5 separate regions of the Mus musculus genome follow, and all the other regions are linked to region 1. Evidence: chromatin contacts called from public HiChIP or PLAC-seq and promoter capture Hi-C data. All regions are on one chromosome and are shown on one strand. Each heading gives the region's core, a stretch centred on a gene start, on an enhancer-like site or on the middle of the called end of the contact. The rest is flanking DNA. Distances are from core to core; before and after follow the strand shown.

Evidence for each region. Promoter capture Hi-C pulls out the DNA fragments that hold promoters and counts their contacts. HiChIP or PLAC-seq counts read pairs in DNA pulled down with a chosen protein or histone mark. Capture Hi-C pulls out chosen DNA fragments and counts their contacts.
Region 2: a contact with region 1 is called in a promoter capture Hi-C map of pre-B cells. The contact joins the promoter of Tmed9 here to the promoter of Cdhr2 in region 1. A contact is called at or near these places in 6 of 39 promoter capture datasets (embryonic stem cells, hippocampal neurons, liver and 2 more), 4 of 484 Hi-C or Micro-C datasets (B cells, CD4 T cells, LSK cells and 1 more), 1 of 115 datasets of contacts at active chromatin or transcription factors (bone marrow-derived dendritic cells) and 1 of 9 other capture datasets (liver).
Region 3: a contact with region 1 is called in a promoter capture Hi-C map of liver, with 2.1 times the contacts expected there. The contact joins the promoter of Pdlim7 here to the promoter of Cdhr2 in region 1. A contact is called at or near these places in 5 of 39 promoter capture datasets (the SN4741 cell line, hippocampal neurons, liver and 1 more), 4 of 484 Hi-C or Micro-C datasets (B cells and embryonic stem cells), 2 of 115 datasets of contacts at active chromatin or transcription factors (extraembryonic endoderm stem cells and pancreatic cancer cells) and 1 of 9 other capture datasets (liver).
Region 4: a contact with region 1 is called in a promoter capture Hi-C map of adipose tissue, with 2.2 times the contacts expected there. The contact joins the promoter of Lman2 here to the promoter of Cdhr2 in region 1. A contact is called at or near these places in 10 of 39 promoter capture datasets (the C10 cell line, cranial neural crest, embryonic stem cells and 5 more), 3 of 484 Hi-C or Micro-C datasets (CD4 T cells, CD8 T cells and muscle stem cells), 5 of 115 datasets of contacts at active chromatin or transcription factors (the SCID.adh cell line, embryonic stem cells, extraembryonic endoderm stem cells and 1 more) and 1 of 9 other capture datasets (adipose tissue).
Region 5: an H3K27ac HiChIP or PLAC-seq map of embryonic stem cells shows a contact between it and region 1, with 4 times the contacts expected there. The contact joins the enhancer-like site here to the promoter of Cdhr2 in region 1. A contact is called at or near these places in 2 of 39 promoter capture datasets (the HPC-7 cell line and cranial neural crest), 1 of 484 Hi-C or Micro-C datasets (embryonic stem cells) and 6 of 115 datasets of contacts at active chromatin or transcription factors (the 230-238 cell line, astrocytes, embryonic forebrain and 3 more).

Annotation. Positions count from the first base shown.
Region 1 is chr13:54,699,686-54,703,249 of GRCm38.p6, reverse strand. It overlaps Cdhr2 (cadherin-related family member 2), which reads right to left and starts at 1,787. Exons shown (of 32, transcript NM_001033364.3): 1 at 1,681-1,787.
Region 2 is chr13:55,591,140-55,594,703 of GRCm38.p6, reverse strand. It overlaps Tmed9 (transmembrane p24 trafficking protein 9), which reads right to left and starts at 1,569. Exons shown (of 5, transcript NM_026211.3): 1 at 1,347-1,569; 2 at 1,103-1,203. The coding sequence starts at 1,530.
Region 3 is chr13:55,511,919-55,515,482 of GRCm38.p6, reverse strand. Pdlim7 (PDZ and LIM domain 7) reads left to right here and starts at 2,037. Exons shown (of 13, transcript NM_001114088.2): 1 at 2,037-2,116; 2 at 3,065-3,171. The coding sequence starts at 3,076.
Region 4 is chr13:55,360,936-55,364,499 of GRCm38.p6, reverse strand. Lman2 (lectin, mannose-binding 2) reads left to right here and starts at 1,717. Exons shown (of 8, transcript NM_025828.3): 1 at 1,717-2,112; 2 at 2,261-2,379. The coding sequence starts at 1,911.
Region 5 is chr13:55,337,759-55,341,322 of GRCm38.p6, reverse strand. No RefSeq gene overlaps it. Among named protein-coding and RNA genes, the nearest start is that of Mxd3, 9.8 kb to the right of the region's middle. Within about 2 kb of position 1,867, at least 40 of the 459 cell types and tissues checked have an H3K27ac peak or open chromatin away from gene starts, as enhancers often do. A contact at or near this core is called in embryonic stem cells and extraembryonic endoderm stem cells, where this site is marked.

The DNA.
Region 1 (3,564 bases), core at 538-3,037:
TGAAAGAAAGAACAGATCTAGAACCTAGAAATCCCAGGTCCTTGCTCCCAGGCTCCCAGCCCACTGGTTTGGGGCTGGACAGGAGGCTCTCTACCACAGAGAGCATGGTAGCTGTGAAGGACACACCCTGGAATGTGGAGATGGTCTGCTGGACTCTATCAATATGTTCAATTACTTTGTGTCAGTTAAAAACAAAACTGCACAGCTATTCACCTATAAAGTGTCTGAGGAAAAGTCAGGAGCATAGGGGCTCCAGATCACTCTACGGACCCCCAGACCCAGGTCATGCTCTGCCAGGCCTGACACAGCAGGGGTTTCCTCTCTCTTGTCTCAGCGGACACATTGGCCGCAGTTCGACAAGACTCCAGGAAACCAAAGACTCTACAATTCAGTCGACTGGATGTGAAGACCCCAGGACATCTTGGAAGGCTACAGAGGAAGGGAGCCCTCCCCTGCTAAAGGCTCAGCCACGGGCGGGCTCGCTAACCCCACAGCCACCCCACCCTGCCTCAGCCTCCACAGCTCCCTGAGCCCTTCCTTTCGCTTCTGCTTCCTTCCCACAGCTGCCTCACAGGAAGGAAGCAGCTACCTCACAGTTACTCTCCATTGCCCTAAGAAAACAGAGATCAGATCAGAGGGACAGTCAACAACAAAGATAGAAGGTCAATCACCAGCTGCAGGCAAGGCTAGACCCAGGTACCATTCTGCTGAGCCTAACAAAGGTCTCTCCTAATTCCACCAGCCCAGCCAAGTGATCCAGCTCCCCAAGATACGGACCCAGGGACCTTTAAGTTTCCAGGGATACCGGGCTTCCTGTAGCCAGAGATGGTGCCCGCCCTCCTGGCTGCTTCCTCTGAGAGACGGGTATGGATCAGGCCCCAAGTTAGGATTTTAGCATTTCACATACTGTCTGTCCAGCACTGGGCGAGCCTCCCTTGTCCTCAGCTTTGGTTTTCCTCTGAGGAATGAGGTGAGAGCAGGCTATGGCCTAGGCTGGTCAGGGGAATGTCATTATTCTCTGATATGCTACCTGGGACCAGTCAGCATGTAAGTCCTGTTTGAAGACACAAGCTGGCCTGGCTGAGTCTTTACCCTGTGACCAGGACAAGGACTAAGTTAGGGTTGGGACCAGCATCGTTAGTCCTCCCTGAGGTGACCTAGCGTTTGATCTCTGAGTCTGAGAGGGACAGCCTCCGTACCCTGCCATATCTGATTCACGAGCCCTCCAGGGGCTACTAGTACTGTGCCCACTCCACAGACGCAAAGACTGAGGCCCAAAAGCAGTCAGCAGCTCACTCAAAGTCTGCATGGAGCTGAATGAAGATCTGAGCCTGGCGGAGTGGAGCCAGCCTTTCCTCCTCAGGCTCCGGGACAGATTCAGCCATCTTCCTCATCTTCTCCTTTTAGGTAACAGATGAGGTAGCCAATTCACTTCTCAGGGACTTAGGAAGGCAAACAGGAGGTTGCCACTGCCTAGAGAGGAGATCTTACCCTACATTCTAGAAGAAACAGGCTTCACGGGTAGCTTCATCAATTCCCGCCCTCCCCATGACAAGTAGCTAACGCCACAGCTAGCTCTTCCCCTTGGTGTTCCCTCCATACTCCAGATGCCAGGAAACTGAGTCTGAAAGAACTCAAAGTTTGCCTCAATCCCAAGGACAGCCCCCCACCCAGGCTTACCCTCGGGCTAAGAGCCCCCCCAGAAGCAGCTGATCTGGACAGCCCCTGGAAGGGGCCCAGAGGCAGTGATGTACACCAGTCACAGGTGGGCGCCGTCTGGGGCCGGCAGAACACAGCGCAGACTTTGGCACCATCTCCACCTCTTCTGAGCAATCATTAACCATGCAGAGACCACACCTCCTCAGAAGGCACTGGCTGTGACCAGAGCAGGCAAAACCCTGGAGGAATAGGCAGGCCCAGTGACAGAGAAGGGGCAAATGCCCAGCCCAGGGTCTCACTGCAAGCAAGAGGTGGTGACAGTCAGAGGTCATGTCAGGACCTTCTGTCCTCTCCTGGCTCATCTTCAGTGGGGACCTGTAGAGAAAGCGGTGTGGGGAGATCTCTTGGGATGAAGAGACTTGACAGCTATCAAGCCCTTGAGCCCTCAGGCCAAGCCCCGAGGCCGGCATGAAGGGGTACCCACCCTGCAGTTCCAACAAGGCCTTTTCAGCCCTGTATTTGTCCCCTCTAAGCAGGACATCAAAGGGCAGGGCCAACACTGGGCATAGTGGCATATGTCCTTAATCCCAGCACTCAGAAGACAGAGGCAGGTGGATCCCTGTGAGTACCAGGCCTAGCTGGTCTCTATAACCAGTTTTAAACCAGACATAATAAGATGTTATCTCAAAGAAACAAAAACAAGCCAGGCAGTGGTGCCTTTGATCCCAGGACTTGGGAAGTAGAGGCAGGGAGATATCTGAGTTGAGGCCAACCTGGTCTACAGAGCTAGTCCCAGGGCAGCCAGGGCTAGACAGAGAAACCCCGTCTCAAAAAACAAATGAAAACAAAACAAACAAACAAACAAACAAACAAACAAACAAAATCAAAGGGCAGGATCACACACTGCCCCAGGGGCTCCACACACTCCCAGTGGTGGCCTCCCTCGGGGGAACAGGTCCCCAAGTTCATTTCATCTTACCTCATAGTAGGAAGGAGGCCCATGCTGCAGCTCACCAGCCGTGCGCCCCTTCCTGGCTGAGTGGCTGCTGTTCGCTCTGGAGACCGAGGCATCCCTGTGCAATCCTGGTGTGCTGCTGCGGGTTCTCAGGAAGCACCAATCTACCCAAAGAGCTCATGGTTCTGCAAGGTCCCATTGAAGGCTGGCCTCACGTCTCTGAGGAAGGAGGAGAATCTGTATTTGCTGAGCACCTAGTGTGGGCATGTATTTTTCACAACCTACTTCCATAAGGGTTCAACCTCCCCTCTAGCCCACCACCCACCAGAGGTAGTAGGAAAGTTTATTAGAATATGGGGAAGTGAGTGGGCATGTTAGCACATGCCTTTAATCCCAGCACTCGGGAGGCAGAGGCAGGTGGATTTCTGAGTTCAAGGCCAGCCTGCCTGGTCTACAGAGTGAGTTCCAGGACAGCCAGGGCTACACAGAGAAACCCTGTCTCAAAAAACAAAAAACAAACAAAAAAAAGGATATGGGGAAGTGGACCTTTTTTTGTTTTAGATTTATTTTTTTATTTTATGTATATGAATACACTGTAGCTGTCTTCAGACACACCAGAAGAGGGCATCAGATCCCATTATAGATGGTTGTGAGCCACCATGTGGTTACTGGGAATTGAACTCATGGCCTCTGGAAGAGCAGTCAATGCTCTTAACCGCTGAGCCATCTCTCCAGCCCCTGGAAGTGGGCCTGTTTAGAAACAGTTCTTTGGGATCTTCCAATCTTCTTTCTCCTTAGTTCAGTCCACGAGGAAACACCAAACCCCAATCAGCAGCTGCAGTCCAGTCCACTCAACAGACATCACACACGAATCAAAAGAAACTGGGAGTCTCACCAACGGGCTGGAGCTTGCTGAAGCTGCAAGAAGCCACAAGAAACCTCAGGAGTTC
Region 2 (3,564 bases), core at 320-2,819, 890 kb before region 1:
TATAGATAACAGGGAGGATTTCAGTCAGTGATGCTGCCAGGAGACTAGGAAAAAATGGGGATAAAAGCTCTGAGTACCACAAGAGTCTGCAAGGAGAGCCTTGGGCACGTCACAGCACTAAAGGACCCAAGGGTACTCAGCCACAGGCATAAAATGATCGCAACAATCTGGGGCAGGGTTGAAGGGTCTGACATCAGGCTGGCGAGTAACTGCTCCCCAGGCGGAGCTGGCCTGCCTCTACCTTCCAGGGGCAGCATGACCACCATGTTGCTGTTTTGTTTTGTTTTTAGTTTTTGGGGTTTTTTTTTGGTTTTTCGAGACAGGGTTTCTCTGTGTAGTCCTGGCTGTCCTGGAACTCACTTTGTAGACCAGGCTGGCCTCGAACTCAGAAATCCACCTGTCTCTGCCTCCCAAGTGCTGGGATTAAAGGCCACCACCGCCCGGCTGTTTGTTTGTTTTTATGCCTGTTAATTTTTTTAAGTATTTTTTTTTCTTTATTTGTGTGAATGTTAGCATTGGGTGTCCTGAAACTCACTCTGTTGACCAGGCTGGCCTGGAACTCAGAGAGATCCAACTGTCTCTGCCCTCCAAGTGCTGGGATTAAAGGCATGGGCCAGCTTTAAGAGCATTTGCCTGGCTGCAAATGCTCTTCCTTGATGCTCAGCCATCTCTCCAGGCGCTTGGATGAATGGTGATGTCAAAAATAACTTCCACAACTATTCTGATGGTTAGTGACAACAAAACTATTTTGCCTTTTGTCTTTAAAACATTATTTGTCAAAACTGAAAGGTGTTCTGTTTTGTGAAATTAAGGCCTAAACAACAACTTTAGCATTAGCAACTTTTTGGTATCCATCACTGACTGCAATTAATACACTTATCGCTAGAGTAAGTGAGCTTCCATTTCACAGGCTAGGGAAAGCAGCCGAATTGGGGGAGTCACTCAGAGGTCACTGAGAAGTTGTGAACTGAACCTGTCCAGAAACCGCGGCCCAAGTTCCTAGAGAAGATCCGGTATCTTCCCACAACACCAACTAAAATTCTCGATCGAACAGATAAGGAAACTAACAAAGAAGTACCGGAGCGGGTAAGGGCCAGCTTACCTTGTCCTCGGGGTCTTTTACCTCTACGAACATGCCAAGCCCAGGGGTGGCTGGCTGGTACTCCTCCCGCTGTTTGTCATACAGCTGCGTCCGGTAATTTCCTGGAGACAGGCGGAAAAAGGAAGATGAAATAAGCTCGAAGAGGTGCGGGGTTCGCGGCCAGGCTAGCTACCCGGAACAGGTCGCATCCCCCTCCGCCCCAGGACCACTGACTTGTCCCAAACGCTTCCCTGCGCCCCCGCACCGATGACCATGGTCTCGTCCGGAATCTCCTCAATGAAGCACTTCTTTTCTGTTTCTCCGATGTGGAAATACAGCGCGCTTCCGCGGGCTGCAAGCCACAGCAGTAGCAGGAAGGCCCGCATCCCTCTCCCCAGCAAGAGACCCGGTGAGCTTCCGACAACCCGCACGCCTCGCACCGCAGCCATCTTGCCCCACCTGCCTGCGCAGGCGCAGACTGCCGAGCCACGTAGCCCAGCGGAGGCCACCGCAGTGCCTGCCGGGACTGCGAGTTCCGCCGCATGGACTACAAGTCCCTAGATACACCACGCCTCCGCGCGGCAGTACCTGATTGGGGCTGGTTTCTGCAAGCTGAGGACTGGGGTCTCCAAAATGGAAGGATTTTCTTCGGTTTAGCCAAATAGCGAGATGACTGATAATAGTTGTCAGCCTGCGCAACATATAAGCGGAGGCAAGGTTCGAACCTGTTTCACCCAATAGTAATACAACTCTCCCTCTTGCCCATCCTCTCCCCATCCCTCTTTACTTTTATTTGATTTGACACAGGGTCTTGCTATGTTGCTTTGCCTCACTGGAATTTACAATGCAAACTCCCCCCGGCCTGAAATTTGTAGGGATCTTTCTGACTCTTAAGGTTGGGATATAAGGTGCACACAACACTATGTTCAGCCATCCTACTCTCGGTTACTATTTGCACTGTCTATTCTTTCCCACTCATATCATTACTTTATATTCCAAAATGAACCTCTTAGGGGCAACATGCAATTAGATCATGCCTTTTGAACGCCATCTTGCCAAGTTCTACCTTTTAATTGTAGGGTTTATGCCACTTACATTTAATTTAATCATTAATAAGATTTATAACTATCATTGTGTTGTTTATGTATGTCTTGTGTTTGTTGTTCACCAATACCTTTGTCTGTACTAAGTAGATACATTGTGGCATCTTTTTTTTTTTTTTTCTTGAGACAGTCTAACTATGTAGCCCTGCCTGGCTCTGACCTTGATAGGTAGACCATGTTGGTATCTCTCTAAACTCCACCCCCACAGTTCCTGGCAGAAGCCAAGTATGCTCCGCCCCACAGTTACCTGGCAACAGTCAGGTAGTCCTGGCTCTATAAAAGGGGCTGCTTGGCCCCTCCTCTCTCTCTTACTCTCTTACTCTCTTGCCTCTTTCCCTTTGCTCTTTATTCCCTTCCCCTCTCTCTTCACGTCGCCATGGCCAGCCCCTACTTCTTTACTCTCTCCTTCTCTCTGCCTCTGCTACTCTCTTAACTGCCTTCCCCATGCCCTAAATAAACTATTCTATACTATACCAGTGTGGTCTGGTCCCTCAGGGGGAAGGGATGCCTTGGCATGGGCCCACTAAGGCAACCTCTTCCCCCACACCCCGCCAGAACATATTCTTATAGCTCGCTCTCTTTTTATGATCACAACAGACCAGGCTGTCCTTCTTGATCTTATAGAGCTCTGTCTACCTCTGCCTCCCTAGTGCTGGGATTAAATTAATCTCTTCATGCTTGTAGGGTTGATAAAGGATACACATTCCTCTCTAGGCTTTGGATTGATAGAGATAAGGAAAGCCCACACAGGCAAGAAGAGGGAGTCCCACATTGTAGCTGAGACAAGAATGCATGGAACTTTTACTGAACAGGCTCATAGTGCAGAGAGATTCCAGAGATCAGGAGATCCAGAGGGCAGCACAGAAATGCTGATGAGGAGAAATTGCAGAATAGCTAGATCTCATCTCCCTTCCAGGCCTCTGGGGTATAGGAGGTCTCAATGAAGCACTTGTACAGATTGTAGAGCTCAAACAATTTCCTCTATAATCCATGAGAACCAGCAGCTACAGTGGCAGAAGTGGCCAGTCTGATCTGCCAACGTCATCCCCTATGCTTCCTGCCCTGTGGTCCCATCCATATCAGCTGCCTCTTTAGGGGCAGCAGTGTTAGTACTGCTTCTCATTGCACTTCAGAGATGCTTTCTCAGCCTCACCTTATATAACAACAACAACAACAAACTAAACAAGCAACCAAAAACAGAGTAAAGCAAAAGTTGTTCAGGTTTCTTGCTAATGTGGTAAATGCTTCAGCAGGGAAGAAGTTGTCCTATAGAGTCTGTGTGGCAACTCCCAAACAGGAATTAAAATGGTAGGAACAGGAACAAGTTTGTGGTCTGAACATGGAGGGCTCTAGCTTTGGAGTGGGGGAAAGGGCTTGTGC
Region 3 (3,564 bases), core at 788-3,287, 810 kb before region 1:
AGAAGACTGGGGGGTGGGGTGGGGGGAGGCAAGGGTGATAGCGGGGCGGTCAGCAAGGAGGCTCGTAGGTGTTGAAGCATTCGATGGAGGTGAAACAGCAGCAAGAGTTAGCTGCTGCTGTTCAAGCCAGTCTACACAAGGAGACCTTATTTTATGTGTATGGGTGAAACAGCAGCAAGGGTTAGCTGTGAGAACATCGGGAGATGATGTAGATGAGAAGAGACATATAATTTCATAGGTTCTGCGGAACCAACCAGGTGAATGATGTCATTGGCTGAGACCAGGAAGGAGTGAGAAGAAAGCACAAACTTGGATTGTTTGAGAAACCTTCCTGGCAGACACGTAGACAAGGTATACATTATTGGTGTCTGCAGTTCTTGAGGAAAGAGCTCGGGCTGACCATTTTCAGTGTTATTGAAAGCCAAAGGAGAGTAAGGGCTCTTAAGGTGTGAGTTTCATGACCAAATGGCCAAAGACTGGAGGCCGATGAAGTGTTATAGAGGGAAGGAAGCCTTGAAGCTAGAAAGATTGGGATTTTAGATGAGGAAGCTGCTGGGCTTGGTATGATCTCAGCCCTCCGGAGGGAAGAGCTGGAAGATCTGGGAACCCATGCAAGTTCAAGCCAGTCTACCCAAGGAGACCTTATTTTATGCGTATGGGCGTTTTCCCTGCATGCATATGTGCGCTATGTGTGCACCAGATGCCTAGAGAGGTCAGAAGAAGGCGCTGTATCTGGGGGGGTGGGGGTGGGAAGAAGAAGATAGAAATGAAGGAATGGAAAAAGAAAAAACCCCTGATCAACCTGGTGTAGACCAGCATTCCTGTCAGAACAGGATGAAACCTGAAGGCTGCAGCTGACTTAATTGAGGTCATAGAAGACCTGGAGAAAGAGTCAATAGTATAGGGGACGAGGGACAAAGAGGGAAACGTGATGGAGACAGAAGCATAGCAGATAGCTAAAGAGGGTGGTTTTGTTTTTTTGGTTTTTTTTTTTCTTCAGTTTTTCGAGACACGGTTTCTCTGTGTAGCCTTGGCTGTCCTGGAACTCACTACATAGATCAGTCAGTCTGGCCTTGAACTCAGAGACCCACCTGAAGAGGATTTCTTCAAGGATGACAACTCCCATAAGAATTTATGTACTTGGGACAATGATGGGGAAGAGGGGGTGTGATGATGGGGGGGCTGGGCAAGGGGAGGCTGTGCACCTCTCTACTGACTCAAACATTCAGGAGAGCTCAGCTTTTCCTTCTGCCCACCCTTGGCTAAGACCGAGGCTAAAGCAGGGGCTCTGAGAACACTCCGTGGCAGCCCCTTCCATCCCAACCGCATTGGAAGAACTGTGTACTCTGGACTGGGGTTAAATGGGAAACAATCCATTCCAATAGTGGTTCTGGGGGCTCTGGGTGGAAGTCCCATGGCTGTGGACTCTACTTACACCGTCAGACAACAAGTGGCGCTAAGCCCGCCCCCGTTGGCTCTTACTATGTATGTATTTACTTGTTTGTTATATCCTGCAAGCCTTTGGTTGGGTTTGGTGTTGAGGACTGAAACAAGGGCCTCCAGAGAGCTTAGCTACTGAGCTCCACCACTAAGCTACATCCCGAACACCAGGAAGCCTAACTTGAAACTACCCTATCTCGCTTCTCCAGTTCCTAGAGAATCTGAAATCTGATGATGCTGACAATATTGACCTCTAACAGTATCCCTAACAGAAAAGTGTTACCATGCCATTTTCCTCTACAAGAGAATACGGTGAGAGATCAATCAACTCTGGGGTTTCAAACGGATGCTTTCCTCCACTCCGCCAGTGGGAGGCGCAAGGGGCTTGGGCGAGAGCCTGAAGCGGGGCACAGGCTGGGCAGCGACCCGACTGGCGAGGGTAAGTGCCCGATCTCACCTTCCCTCTCCTGGAGACTCAGGGTTTTTTGACTGGGTGGGGCCTCCCACCGACCCCGGGATGTCCACTCGTTTGGCCTGGGGAGGGCGTGGCCTAGGGCTCCGCCCCCTTCCGCGGGCTCAAAAGGCGCGGCGTCCGCGGAGGCGGGGTCAGAGCGCAGCGGCGGATCCCATCGCTGCTCCCGGAGGCTGCCAGGCAGCGGCCCAGGCGGGCACTCAGGTACCGGCGTCCGCGAGGGGGTTCCTGGCCTGCACCCTACGGGGTCCTATGGCCCGCTGAGGCGCTGGGGAGGGCGTGGGTGGTCGTGAAGAGTGCCAGATTCCCTCGGCTGGCTTCGGCCGCAGCCTCCGCCCCCGCCTTCCTGCGGCGAAGTGGGGCTGATTGGCGCCTGCGCCACTGTGTGCGGTGGGGACGCGGCCAAGCGCGGGGCTGGGGCGGGAGACGAAGGGAAACAGAGTCATGTTGGCAAGGGAGCATCGTGCGTGGGTGGCACCACTTTCTCTGGCTTCCAGAAAGGATCCCCTCTCTGGCCGTGCGTAAGGGACACGGCCCCCGTCGCTCTCTACAGGACCAGTACCCCGTTTTTCTTTTCCCCTTTCAGAGACCAGGGGTCCCGCCCTGACCACCAGCAGCCTCGACCTGTCCCAAAATGGCTAGGACCCGCTCCAGCGTCCTCCTTCTCCACCCCTCCCCCTCATATCCCGAGCCCCTAACGTGCTCCCTCCTCGGGCTCTCTACAGTGTCAGCTTACACGCCTTATATAGTCCGAGCAGGCTCCGGCGGCGGCCTGCCTGCCGGGACCCGGGGAAGGAGGGGGAGCTGGCCCCTGACTCACCCCGCCACCCTCCTGAGATTCCAGGTTAGCTTGGGCAAAGCAGTGCCAATTAGCCCCACAGCCAACCCCTGGAAGAGAAAAGCACCTGAGCTCGGAGAGGCCTCTCCAGGCCCTCCCGGTGGCAGGGGGCAGGGTGGGGAACCACCTTGTCTGTTGTCTGTGAGAGGTCGGCCTGCCAGGAGCCCAGCCAAGCCAGCTGAGATACCTGCCTCCCAGTGCCTGTGTGTGTTGAGCGTCCGCCCGTGCCTTCTTGGTGCCTGGCCAACGCTAGTGCCCAGATCTGGACCTGCCTGCCAATTTGCATTGCAGACACTTTCTCTTCTTCCTCACAGGAGCAGGCACGATGGATTCCTTCAAGGTGGTGCTGGAAGGGCCAGCCCCTTGGGGCTTCCGTCTGCAAGGGGGCAAGGACTTCAATGTGCCCCTCTCTATCTCTCGGGTGAGCCTAGGTGGGGGAACAAACTCCCCAAGGGTTCTTGGGTGCTCAGGTTTCCAGAGGATCATGGGAGGAAACAGCAGGAGCAAGCCAGGACCAATAAGGCAGGAGTATCCAGGTCCAAATGGACACTTAACTACCAGGACTCCCAACTAGGTGGAGAGTAGAGAGGCACTCCCAACTTCCCTACTTTGACATGGTATTTGATGCTCTCCCACCAAGCCATCTGTGAGTGACAAGGGGGAGCCTGTTCCTTCGGTATTGGAGGCTGATGTCTCCAAGAAGTATCTTACTTAGCTAGGAGAGCAGCCTGTGGAGCCAGGTCCCCAGCAGGATGTAACTTTAATTCCAGTTATTCAAGGAATAGCAGTTGTCATCCTGTTTCCCCAAGTGACA
Region 4 (3,564 bases), core at 468-2,967, 660 kb before region 1:
CTTAACCACCGAGCCATCTCACCAGCCCTGTTTCTTGTCTTAAATAGGGTTACTATTGCTGTAACCAAAAACAACTTTGAGAGGATTGGGTTTATTTGGGTTACAGTTCTACATCACTGGCTGTTCATCACTAAAGAAAGTCAGGACAGGAACTCAAACAGGACAGGAACTTGGAGGAGGCAGGAGCTGATACAGAGACTGTTGAAGGGTGCTGTTTACTGGTTTGCTCAGCTTGTTTTTTAATAGAACCCAGGACTACCAGCCCAGAGATTGCACAACCCACCATGGAGTGGACCTTACTGCAGCATCAATCACTAATTAAGGAAATGTCCTATAGCCAGATCTTTTTTTAAAGATTTATTTATTTAATTTATATGAGGACACTAACACTGTCTTTAGACACACCAGAAGAGGGCATCAGATCTCATTACAGATGGTTGTGAGCCACCATGTGGTTGCTGGGAATTGAACTCAGGATCTCTGGAAGAGCAGTTAGTGCGCTTAACCATTGAGCCATCTCTCCAGCCCTATAGCCAGATCTTATGGAGGCATTTTCTCAACTCAAATGTTCCTTCCTTTCTAGCTTGTGAAACGTTGACATAAAACTAGCCAGCACACTTCTGCTGGGCGGTGATAGTGCACACCTTTAATCCCAACACTTGGGAGGCAGAGGCAGGCAGATTTCTGAGTTTGAGGCCAGCCTGGTCTGTCGAGTGAGTTCCAGGATAGACAGGGCTATACAGAGAAACCCTGTCTCAAAAAACCAAAATCAAAACCAAAACAAAACTAGCCAGCACACTTTTTACTGAACACAAACTTTTTTGGGGTTTCCTATCAACATCACTATTACATACAATTTGTTAAGTGTTACATGTAATCTAGAGATGATTTAAAGTATATTGGAAGGCATGCATAAATAGCACATGTCTTTAATTCCAGTGCTTAGAAAGGAGAGGCGAGTAGATCTTTGTGAGTTCAAGGCCAGCCTGGTGCAGTAAGTACGCCTAATCCTTGGGCCATCTCTGCAGCCCCTGAAATCAGGATTTCTAAGGTAAATTTAAGCTCCTTTTTTTTTTTTAAAAAAAAATAAAAATAGTACTGGCAACTAAACTTTTTCCTAAGTAGATTAATAGGTACAATAGAATGGTATCTGGGCTAGAGACCACAGTGTTCAACTATCCGGAGCCAGTTGTCCTGGGTCCTTCCACACACACTTGGTGTGTCAACAAGAACTGATACTTTTTGGAGTCAGATGTCTTCCGGCGTTCCCTGAGGTTCCAGGTCAGAATCTGATCTGCTCCTCCTGCTTCTATCTGACTGCTGGAGTCATTGCGGGGTAGAGGAGGTCCTCAAATAACTGGCCTCTTTTAAGTCTCCAGAGGCGTGGTACTAGCTTGAGGTGGCCTAAAGGATTTGCCCCACCCACCGAGTCACTCCAGTGAGGCTTTCCCACTGTACTGGAAAGGTCACTTCAAAGTCACCATCTTTTCAGAAGCTTAGGACTGAGCAGGGTGCTCGGCTTGCACAAGCAGACCGCGAAACTACAAGTTCCAGCATGCTCCGCTTCGACGACGCTGCTCGCTTTCCCCCGTCCCAGGAGAGACCTCTGCATTTCGTTGGCCTGCAAGCCTAACGTGCTGCTCCATGATTGGTTGGATCCCCTTGTCGCTCATGAGAACCCTCGGCCGTGGCCGGCTGTCAGGCGACCAGGAACCTCCAAAGTTATGGAGCCGCGCTCTACTGGGATAGGAGGCTGGCCAGCCAATAAGGCTGCCATCCCGCTGGCGGCGAGGCTTTCCTTCTTAACTCTCCTGTGATCCTAGTTTGGAGGGCTTCCGGCCGGAGACCATTAGAAAAGACACCCGGAAGGCGGAAGTCTTAGGGCGGAAGTGGCCGAGAGAACAAGGAGAATGGCGGCCGAGGCCTGGCTTTGGCGCTGGGGCTGGGGCTGGGGTCAGCGGTGCCCAGGGAGGCCTGGGCTTCCTGGCCCCGGCCCGAGCCCCACGACATTTCTACATTTGCTTCTGTTGCTGGGGCCGGTGGCTGCGGATATCACCGACGGCAACAGCGAACACCTCAAGCGGGAGCACTCGCTCATCAAGCCCTACCAAGGTGAGGGAGGCCTGTAGCTGAGGGTGAGGACGCGGGCCGAAGTGGGATGGAGGAGGGCATGGCCCGTTCTGTCGAGCAGAGCAGCGCAGCGCAGTAGATTTCTGGCGCGGCCCTCTGAGCACCTGTCCACGTCCGTCTCTGCCCACAGGGGTCGGTTCCAGTTCCATGCCGCTCTGGGACTTCCAAGGCAGCACGATGCTGACGAGCCAGTACGTGCGCCTGACCCCGGACGAGCGCAGCAAAGAGGGCTCGATCTGGAACCACCAGGTGAGGCTCTCCCAAGAGGCTGAACATGACCGTTCACTGACACAGTAGTCCCTGCCTCGTCAGCAACCAAGCTTAGTAGATACACGTGCTCCTTTTTTTTCTTGTCCTGCCGATTTTTCTGTCCTGGTCGCACAGATCGTTCAGAGCGACTTGTATAGTTACTGTATGTCAGAAAGTGTGCGTGACTCTTAAAACACTTTCACCTCTTTCTTCAGAAATCACACAAGGTAAGTAATGATGTCTGCTTTTTTGATGGCTTACGAAGCAAGAAGCCAAGGTGCAGAGTTGAACATCCCTGAAGTCATAGAACAAGAAATGAGTGGAGTTGTCAGACTAAATCGAACCCACTTAATCGAGGGAAGGGCGAAACTTTATCCTTACGGCCTATTTTACTGTGTGTAGGGTACTGACCTTGCCAAACCTTACCAGATTTAGTTCTCAAACAAGGTGTTTGGAATGAATAGATTTCGTGACTTTATGCTGAGGTAGTATATAGCCACCGAATAGAATAAACAGTATTTCAACTGATCTTTCTGATCTCCACTCTTATCAATTCCCTTGATACACCCGATGCCTCCTGGTTAGCAATGGGAGAACCCCCCTTCAAGATATTTAACAGTCCTAGTTACCTTTCTCTGTGCTAGGTTGAGAGTCTTGTTAGCTATATCTACACTGAACTTACTGGCTGTGGCCTTTGCCTTTAGAGAGCAGGGAGCCAGAGATGTTATTGCCTTGGTGTGGTAACAGTGTTGTGCAATGTCTACACCAAGGAGTGTAGGTTGTCCAAGGGGAGAAAAGAAGTGATTTAGGGATAGGCCATGGCTTGAAAAGAAACCTGCTTCTCTCTAGCCTGCTTGGTCTAACCCTCCCTTCTCCCTCTACTGTCAGCAGTGGCCTAGTTTTCTCCATCACTGTATTCTCTTGGCCCTTCTGGTTGATTTTGCCATTAGTTCTGGGAGACTACACTGTCCTTGTGTTGCCTCACTTGGCTCGTCCCCGCAGCACCTCCTCTCTCCCTGCCTCCTGCCTCCACAGTGCTGCTAGGGGCGTCTGTGGTTACCCTCTTCCTTCAGCTTTGGCTCTGTCCCTTAGAGCCTGAGCTCTCTCATGAATGGAAAACTACATTCTCTCAGCACAGCGTGTCCCTCCATGACTGACATCTCCAGTCATTCTGTCAGTTTGTTC
Region 5 (3,564 bases), core at 618-3,117, 640 kb before region 1:
CCAGAGAAAAGGAAATCGGTGCTTTCTGTTTGTTTGTTTAAGAGTGGTGGAACACGCCTTTAATCCCAACACTTGAGAGGCAGAGGCAGGTGGAATTCTGAGTTCGAGACCAGCCAGAGGACTGGGGACAGGATAGGCAGTAAAACTAGATGCCACCCCGACTCTGTGGGGAGTGAGGATGCAGGCAACAACCTAGCTTCTCAGAGCATCTGATGCTAGAGCCCTGGCCTGCCGTGGACCACCCCAACCGGGGATGGGGGTCCCTTGGATATTATTTGGCTGTGACAAACAGAAACAAACACAGAGGCAGCTTGAATCTGAGGGTATTTTGCAGCTCTTGAGCAAGGGTTTTATGCATAGAGAAACAGATGTTACAACTCTGAAAAGCTGTGTTCAGTGAAGCTGTATAATAGAAGGGACATTGCAATAATCATTTGATACAGCAAAATACAAAATCATCCAAATATTACAACCTCAAAAAGGGTGTTTTCAATAAAACAGCCAAGTAGAACAGACATTATTATGATCATTTGGTGCATCAAAATATAAAAATCATCTAAGGCTAGTGGCAAATTTCCAAGAATAAACTAATGAATTTTTATGATCAGTTATTGTCTAACATCTACTTCCTGTTTTTCTGTATATTATCAAAGCATAAATTTAAACTTTTTATTATTATTTTTTTTTTTTCGAGACAGAGTTTCTCTGTGTAGCCCGGCTGTCCTGGAACTCACTTTGTAGACCAGGCTGGCCTCGAACTCAGAAATCCACCTGCCTCTGCCTCCCAAAAGCTGGGATTAAAAGCGTGTGCCACTACTGCCTGGCTCTTTTTTTATTTTTGTTTTTTTTTCTAATTATTTTAATTTAAGGCTTTCTTAACAATATACCAAAGCCTATTTCCAATGACACGTGTAGGCATATAAAATATTATTGTTGGAAAAATTTTTATCTATCAATACTATCTTATACATGATTTTATAGCCATAATACTTGTTTAAGATCATAGCCTAGGGGCTGGTGAGATGGCTCAATGGGTAAGAGCACTGACTACTCTTCTGAAGGTCCTGAGTTCAAATCCTAGCTACCACATGGTGGCTCACAACTACCCATAATGAGATCTTACACTCTCTCCTGGCACGTCTGAAGACAGCTACAGTGTACTTATGTATAATAATAAATCTTTGGGCCTGAGAGAGTAGAGTTGAATGGATTGAGCGGGGCAGACCAGAGTGAGCAGAGGTCCTAAAAATTCAATTCCCAACAACCACATGAAAGCTCACAACCATCTGTTCAGCTACAGTGTACTCACATACATAAAATAAAATAAATCTTAAAAAAAAAAAAATCTTAGCCTAAGCTATCAGAAACATCTCGTATATAGGAAAAGGAACAGAAAACATAAAAGAGATAATTTGCCGGGTGTGTTGGCTCATGCCTTTAATCCCAGCACTTGGGAGACAGAGGCAGGCAGATTTCTGAGTTCGAGGCCAGCCTGGTCTACAGAGTGAGTTCCAGGACAGCCAGGGCTACACAGAGAAACCCTGTCTCAAAAAAACCAAAACCAAAACCAAAACCAAAACAGATAAGTTGCCAAGAGAACTACAGCTTAATAATTTTTCTTCTGCAAAGAGTTCCACAACTGGTTCTAGCAGGTCTCCCCCTATTGAGGTCTATGGCCTCAGTCTGTGGAACTTGTCACACAGATCCTACTGGAGTTGGTGTGGCACTGACCCTTAACCCTTTGTTCTCCTGCCCTTATAGTAGTGTGGTAGTTTGAATGTGTTTGGCTCAGGGAGTGGCACTGTTAGGAGGTGTGGCCTTGTTGGAAGAAGTGTGTCACTGTGGGTGTGGGCTTTGAGACCTGTAACCTCCCCCAGCCTGAAACCTGCTTGCTCAGGGGTGGAGCTTGCTGCTCAATCTTTCTGCCTTGCCCACTGCTGGAGCTTGCTGCTTTGTAGTTCTGAAGCCATCACGTGGTTACCCTGCTACTGGATCCCAAGATTATTTGGCAGGAATCAGGCCCCCTTCCCCTGCTTCATCACTGCGTGTGGAATAGTAAAATTGAGCTTTGATCAGAATGATTGTCTTAGCTGCATCTTTTTCTTGCCCGCCTAGCCTTTCTTCTCTTCCAGGTTTCCAAAATGCCTTTCCAGCCTAGAACCCAAACATGTAGTCGGCTGGCCGGACACAACAGAGACCCTCCTCCTAGCTGCCTAGAAGCCAGTCTTCTCCTGTCTGCCTTTGGAACAAGTAGAACTCTCAGCTCCTCCAGTGCTGTGCCTGCCTGGATGCTGCCATGCTTCCCACCACGATGATAATTGACTGAATCCCAGAAGCTGTAAACCAGCCCCAATAAATGTCTTTTATAAGAGCTACCTTGGTTGGGGCTTGAGAGATGGCTCAACAGTTAAGAGCACTGACTGCTCTTAGTTCTGAGCTCTATTCCTAGCAACCACATGGTGGCTCACAACCATCTGTTGCCCTCTTCTGGTGTGCTGGAAGTCACCTACAATGTACTTGTATACATAAAAGAAATAATTCTTTAAAAAAAAAAAGTTACCTTGGTCGTGATGTTTCTTCACAGCAGTAAAACCCTAAGACAAGTAGTGAGTGGCTTCTCCCACATCCAATGCAGCCCTCCTTCCCCTGCTTCTGGGGCTGCTCTGAAAGTGCACCTTTTACTGACAACACTTGGCAGAAACTGTGACATGCTCAGGAAGCACGGGACCCTATGACAGCCTGCCAAGCTTCACGCAGCAGGAAACCCTTCCACAGAAGGATCTGCTGGAGTGTGGAGATGGTCTGCCCTGTCTGTTAGCTCCTTAAGGAGTTACAAAGTCTGATATCTCCCACTAAAGGCCACCCCCACACCCCCCACACCCTCCCACACCCCCGTTTATATTTAGGCCCGGCCCATGTGCAGAAGATGACCCAAGATATCTCAAGGGTTAAACACAATCCAGGGAGCCTTTGCATTTGTAACACAAAAGAAGACAAAAAGGAGCCGGGCGCGGTGGTCCACGCCTTCTGATTTCAAGGCCAGCCTGGTCTACAGAGTGAGTTCCAGGACAGCCACGGCTATACAGAGAAACCCTGTCTCGAAAACAAACAAACAAACAAACAAATAATAAAAAAAGAGAGAGAAAGGGGGAGGAGCCAAGAGGAGGCTCAGAAGGCTCAGCAGTAATGACTGCATGCTTCCAAGACACCTGGGTTTGGTTCCTATCACCCATATGGTAGCTCACTACACCTGTAACTCCAGTTGCAAGGGACCCAACACCCTCCCTGGCCTCTCTGGACACCAGGTGCATGACGCCCAGACGTACATGCAGGCAAAACACCATACACATAAAATGATAAAACTCTGAAAAACAAAACAAAACAAAAAACAAGATATAGTGATGTCGTCATCCAGATCTTGGGAGCCCGTGTGCTCTCCTTCCTCCTTGGTGACCGTGAAAGAGGACAGGCCTGCTTAGGATATTTGCTCCACCTGCCTCTTTAATACCACGCGGCCTTAATGAATTCTGAATCCTCTAGGGTCCAAGGTTCGAAAGCTTTGGA